2 separate regions of the Oncorhynchus mykiss genome follow, and region 1 is linked to region 2. Evidence: chromatin contacts called from public Hi-C data. All regions are on one chromosome and are shown on one strand. Each heading gives the region's core, a stretch centred on a gene start, on an enhancer-like site or on the middle of the called end of the contact. The rest is flanking DNA. Distances are from core to core; before and after follow the strand shown. Region 1 holds the start of LOC110532066 (mRNA-decapping enzyme 1A). Region 2 holds the start of LOC110532058 (mRNA export factor).

Evidence for each region. A called contact is a pair of places that touch in the nucleus more often than the background predicts.
Region 1: a contact with region 2 is called in a Hi-C map of liver, with 2.0 times the contacts expected there. The contact joins the promoter of LOC110532066 here to the promoter of LOC110532058 in region 2. A contact is called at or near these places in 2 of 3 Hi-C or Micro-C datasets (blood and liver).

The regions. Positions count from the first base shown.
Region 1 is chr9:40,217,860-40,220,848 of USDA_OmykA_1.1, reverse strand. LOC110532066 (mRNA-decapping enzyme 1A) reads left to right here and starts at 1,457. Exons shown (of 9, transcript XM_021615675.2): 1 at 1,457-1,721. The coding sequence starts at 1,599.
Region 2 is chr9:40,084,455-40,087,702 of USDA_OmykA_1.1, reverse strand. LOC110532058 (mRNA export factor) reads right to left here and starts at 1,692. Exons shown (of 13, transcript XM_036987969.1): 1 at 1,474-1,692; 2 at 1,045-1,160; 3 at 818-922; 4 at 610-702; 5 at 430-516; 6 at 177-263. The coding sequence starts at 1,125. LOC110532060 (eukaryotic translation initiation factor 2 subunit 2) reads right to left here. Exons shown (of 9, transcript XM_021615663.2): 8 at 3,170-3,248; 9 at 1,885-3,006. The coding sequence ends at 2,831.

The DNA of each region.
Region 1 (2,989 bases), core at 208-2,707, 130 kb before region 2:
ATGCTTTGTGGACTTCACCTTACAGATGTTGCTCTCTGCTTTTGTGATGAAACAAAGGAATTTATTCTGCCACTTTGTCTTACTGTCTTGGCCTTAGGCCTATTTTTATCATGGTTGCAAGGCATATGAACTAACTGTATTTATAGAGCAAACAAGGCAATTATCACAACACAGGTTGTAATGTAGCTTTTTTTTCTGGCTTCCCCAGTGATTTTTACCCACACACTGCTACTGGTCTACGGTATAAAATGTATATCCTATAAAAAAGAATGTCGCTCATGTGTTATTATACCTACACATTAAACATATATTGTCAGTCAGTTGTTTTTTCAAATTTTGCCATTGATTAGGCTAATAGCATGAGGTCGTTAGGCAACATAAATTGTGTAACTCTATCCCCATGATTTACCCCGGTGTCGTCGAACCCTGACCGTGACCGTAATATCATCTCCCTCTGTTTTGGGACCACATGACACAGTTTAGGGCCCACATTCTGTAACGAACCGAAAGGAAATGAACCCTCTGTGTGTTGGACGGTTACTGGTTATTGGATTAGCCTAGGTCTACCTGTCTGCAGCTGGACTACTGTTTCACAGCGATAATCCCTTAATTATAATACTTTGTTCCCCAGTGAATTGAAGCAAAGGATGTTGTTGACCTAACTAGCCTAAGGCTACTTCAGAAAATAACTAATGACTTTCAATATCCAATTTGATCTTTTGGCTTATAGCATAGGCCTACGGGTTTAAGACTGAGTTGGAGGCCCGTCATTCACTTAAAACTAATAACGGTAGGTTTATTGACAGAACAGGTATCTCTTTTACTATTCCAAACCCCACATTGAGGTGCTTATTTCAAAAACATGTCTTCCCCCCTATGCTAAAATATGCTTTAAATTTGAGGGTCACCAGTAGCTCCAAATTGTCTATTATAAAGGTGTTGCCACATGGGTTATCGGTGTCATCGAAATATATTGCATCAGTGCCGCCTTGTGGTAAATCGTGCAGTCTACATAGTATTTGGCCTTAAGGAAAAAATATAATATTTTGCCCAGTCCGAAATTAATTCTTAGACCCTAACACTTCCTGGGACTAAAATAAATTGATGAATTGGTTGGTGTGGTCATTATTTTCCACTGACAGGTGGCTATGTTGATCAAAAAAAATATTGTTTGGGTTTTTAGAGATCTGGGTTATGATACTCCAGAGCTATGGGTTTGACGTTTTGTCATCCTCAAGTTATATAGTCTACTTGGATAGACAGGCCCATAGCAAAATAGCACCTCTCGCATGAGCGTGAGTGAGCAATCATTTTTAGGCACTTGCGAAATGAGATTCAACACTGACTGGACTGATCTACAAATCACCATGAGTCATTCATAAATTATCAATAGCATTTGTATATCAGTCAATCACACAATTTACACATGATACGCTACGGTTTTTAATTTTGACGCTCTCGAACACGACCAATCACTCCAACTCATTGCGGAACTAAAAGTGGGGCAGAACTATAAGGCATTGTGACCATGTCTTCCAAGGACAGTGGACATTGAGTGTTCATAGAAATTATTCCGTGTGGTAAGCATTGTATTCAAGATGGAGACCGCCAGTAAAATGAGCCTTGCAGCTCTACAACAACAAGATCCGTATATCAACAAACTTCTCGATGTTACCGGACAGGTAGCACTGTACACATTTAATTCCAAAGCAAATGAATGGGTAAGCTCGCCAAAGGAGTCGCTTGTTTCTTTCTGTTAACTAAAAGGTAGCTAGCTAGCGTTGCATAGCTAGATAAGTAACTATCAGCTACGTACAGTAGCTAGCTAGCAAGCGAGCTATCTACCTAGTCCAATATGTACTCTTAAGGAGCCTACCGTTAGTTACCCTAAGGTTCAAGGACCGTAAGTTTTTGTCAGAAGAGCAAAATACTCTTATCTAAACGTGAATCGATTCTCAATTGCGATACGGTTCTAGAAACATAAAGGCCATTTAATGTTACTTTCATATCACATCAAAATAATTTCACATGCTAAATATACACTTACTGTACACTTTTTTTAAACGGTTTTTATCACAGTTTCAACTGACAGTATTTTTCAGTGACCACCTTTCTGGCGGGGTAGGCCAGTTGAGAACAAGTTCTCATTTACAACTGCGACCTGGCCAAGATAAAGCAAAGCAGTGTGACAAAAACAACAACACAGAGTTCCACATAAACAAACGTACAGTCGATAATGCAATAGAAAATTATATGTACAGTGTTTGCAAATGTAGAAGAGTAGGGAGGTAAGGCAATAAATAGGACAGAGGCGAAATAATTAAAATGTAGTATTGACACTGGAGTGATGATGTGCAAGTCGAAATACTGGGGTGCAAGAGGGTAAATAATTACACACAGGTATTCGTAGCATGATAGCTAATTAGCACTGTCTTCTGTTTGTAAACACGCACTGTGATATGACCGTGTGGGAACCCTAACCCTATAGTATCAATTTAACCTTTTGTTTTTTGCCAATTATTTCTCACTGGTATGAAAGATAAGGTCCTTATGCTTCCAAAACCGTGCCGCTAGCGATGCGTGTTAATCTTCAGACTGACTGTCAGGGCTCTTAACAAAACTCCCCCACACAGAACAAGATGCCTTCGTCCTATGACTCTTAGCGTTATGCTAAAGGGCTAACTATCTACTCTACTTAATTTATCACAGAGACCTTAAAAATAGTATTTTCATTAGCAATCTAGCTAACTAAATACAGTACCAGTCAGTTTGGACCCACCTACTCATTCCAGGGTTTTTCTTTATTTTTACTATTTTCTACATTGTAGAATAATAGTGAAGACTTCAACTATGAAATAACAAATGGAATCATGTATTAACAAAAAAGTGTTAAACAAATCAGAATATATTTTATATTTGAAAATGATTGATTACAGCTTTGCACAATCTTGGCATTCTCTCAACCAGCTTCATGATGTAGTCACCTGGA
Region 2 (3,248 bases), core at 443-2,942:
CAACATCAATGTCAACTGTAGGCCAGACCGTCATTCAGTAGCCTTACTGTCACTGGGATAAAGGACTGTTTGGCTCTATTTATTTTATGCCCTGTATCACTACATAATAACTATGATATAAAACAGATAGTCATTTTGGAACAAGGATTGTTTCCAATCACAATACATTTTCTTACCTTCAGAGTTTTGTCCCAGCTGCCTGTCATGATGCAGTTGTAGTTGGGGGCTTTGATCCAGTGGACTGTTCTGATAGGAGCATCATGCTAAGAGGAAACACAAATCAATACCATTTCTAATCGGATCTAGGTTCAACATACCTTTTCATAATGTTTTCATGGGAAGCAATTCCCCTCAGTTGTACAAAGATGCGATGAAACTACCAATTGAAAAATAACACTTAAAACAGTGTTCATAGCCTGAAATATTTACCTGTGCGATCTGTATTGCCTGGTTGCTGTTGAGATCCCACATTTTGGCAGTCTTATCACAAGATGCAGTGAAAACCTTGCTTCCATCCTGAGAGAGCAAGGGAACGAATAAGTAAAGCTTAATTCAAAGACCTTATATGGTTCGTAAAGATATGTGATGTGATATGTGAGGGGGGCCTACTTCGCTCCAACAGACATCAAGGACTGGACCTGTGTGCATTTGCTGGGCTTTGGGGACTGTCTGCCCATTGTCCTGTACCTCCCAACACCTCACCTGGAAAAATGTAAGAAAACAGTCACGTTTTACGAAGTGAATGGTTTTAGACTCATAACAAAAAGGCATAAGTCTGAAGTGAACACTTCAAGTGGAACTTAATGACTTGACTCACATCATTGGCCCAGGACCCCCCTATCAAGAAGTTCCCTGGCATGGCAGGGGGACTAAACGCCAAGCAACTGATGCTGTCATCTGGGGGTGAGGTTACTTCCACATCCTATATGAGATCACACATCATTCAAATTTATTTATACCCCTCAGAACAATTTCTAATAGTCAAATAGATTGATCATTAAGCAGGTTACTGAAAGGGAATGCTATTTTTTTTTAGCTAGTTACCTTCATTGGGTTGTGTGTGTCCGTGGTTGCCGCTCCGAATCCCCCTGCGCCAAACCCAGTGCTGGTCCCAAACAAGCTCATGACGTCGGATTGTCTTGAGCCAACACGCGGTTACTAATATGAAATGGTACATATTAGTAACCGGTACAATAAACAGCATTACAATAATGTGAAGTTATTCGATCAACATTTACATGCATTAGTGATAGTATACATAAATTATAATAATGAGAGGACAGTTAGCTATTGGACTTCAGTGGCTAGCTAAATGAATGGAGGTTGCTCACAAACCATCATGTTGTTCACCTAGCTAGCAATACATCTGCACCCAAGCCTCATATCAAGCGCCACTGTGATACTAAACAGCTTACTTTTATCGCAGGGAAATGCAGTAGTTTCAAATGTGTACATATCGAGTTTGTTTACCTTTTTTTTACGTTGAAAATAAGCTTGGTTAAAGAAGAAAACGCAGCGCGTTGAGCGGAATAGGAAGTGCATTCACTGCACATGCGTCGGCAATTTAGGTTGCGTTCCAGGTAGTCTTCATTGCAGTCGCGCTGTTCAGACAATCACACCTCACAATGAAAAAACTGTTAACATGTAAAACGTATTTTGATCTAAATCCTATGATTACCTAGAATTAATTTGTTCTAATTCCACCCGTTTTCATATAAAAACAAGTTTCGCTCCCTTTCAATGATAAGTTGCATTATAAACATTTATCTGGGTGTTACCTAGTCAAGAAAATCCATAAGGCAACCCACAACATACGGTCTTTAAAAAAAAGTGATGGGAGAATGTTAAATATCAGGTTGAAAACAATTTGAAAGAGACTTTAAATATGCTTTCTGAACAAATCCGGAGTATATTTGATACTATGTGAATACCTTGTAAGATTCTTGTTTGCTATTTGAAAGCAACAATCTTCTTAATACTAGGTGACCAGGCAGAATAATGTTTTTCCTAAGTGTCGAGGATCGGAAGTCAAAGTTAAAATCTTGTAATTGCCATAAAAGCGCGCACACGCACGCACACGCACACAATAAATAGATGTCATTGTCGTTTGTCCCACATATTCTGTAGTCTCAGTTTGAAAGTAATTAATGTACTCTTACTGGAGGACACCCAGCTACTTCCACCCACTGACAGTCTGCTATGATAGTATACAGATCTCAGATAAGCCCGTAAAAGCAGTAGAGGAGGGTATACAAGTTGAAAAACCGACTCTCCATAACCCTTTCACAATATCCTGCTGAAACTCTACTGCCTTGAAGCAAGCACAGTTCATGCAGCTGTGGTGGATGCGTAACCAGGCCCATACAGTATGGCTCGGCAGTGCAAAAGGGTACATACATGATACTGAAACCTAGCTCTTGGAATGCATCTTTAAAATGTTTGTTTACACACCCACTATGCTTCAACCAAAGGAAAGCCAATATCAATTACTTTGTCATAACAGCTTTGTCTTTATGATCCGATATGTGGGCTACATACGATTGAAGAAATGTGGGAAGAAGACACACTTGGAGGGAATAGAGAAGCTCTGAAAGAATCTGCCCACAGCTGAGAAAAGAGAAAACTGGGGGTTTGCCTGTGAAACCTTATGCATCTGCGCACTGCTCCTTATGACCTGCAAGACCTTTGAGCCTCAGAGCTTGTAGCGTTTCTCTCTCACATAATGCAGCGACAACAACAAACCCTCTCGGACTCCAAACAAAAGTCCAGTTATCAAGAGGATCCAAAGCTCCGGCGGGTCAGAGAGGGAGAAGCCAGGGTGTGGTTGGCCTTAGTTGGCTTTGGCACGGAGCTGTGCCCTCTTGCCCGTGACTGCCTGGAAGCCAGTCTTGATGCTGGCCACGGAGCAGCGTGAGTGGCAGGTCTCACACTGGAGGAAGTAGAGACGGGTGTCCTTTTGTAGGATGGTGTCAGGGGAGCGACACGTGTGACATGTCACATATTCCTCTGCAAGTCAAACACAAAGCCAAGATGAGGCACGCAAATATGTCTATAGTAGCTACAAGTGAAGGATAACTAAATTATATGCCTCTACAACTATTCTTTACATATTTTGCTCTAGGTCACCAGTATACCAATGTAAAATGGAATCCTGTATATTCCCACGTACTAATATATCTTCTCAAGACATTTTCAATCTGTTTCTGTTGAAATCTTCCTTTGATCACAAGCTGATTATTTCCATCTAT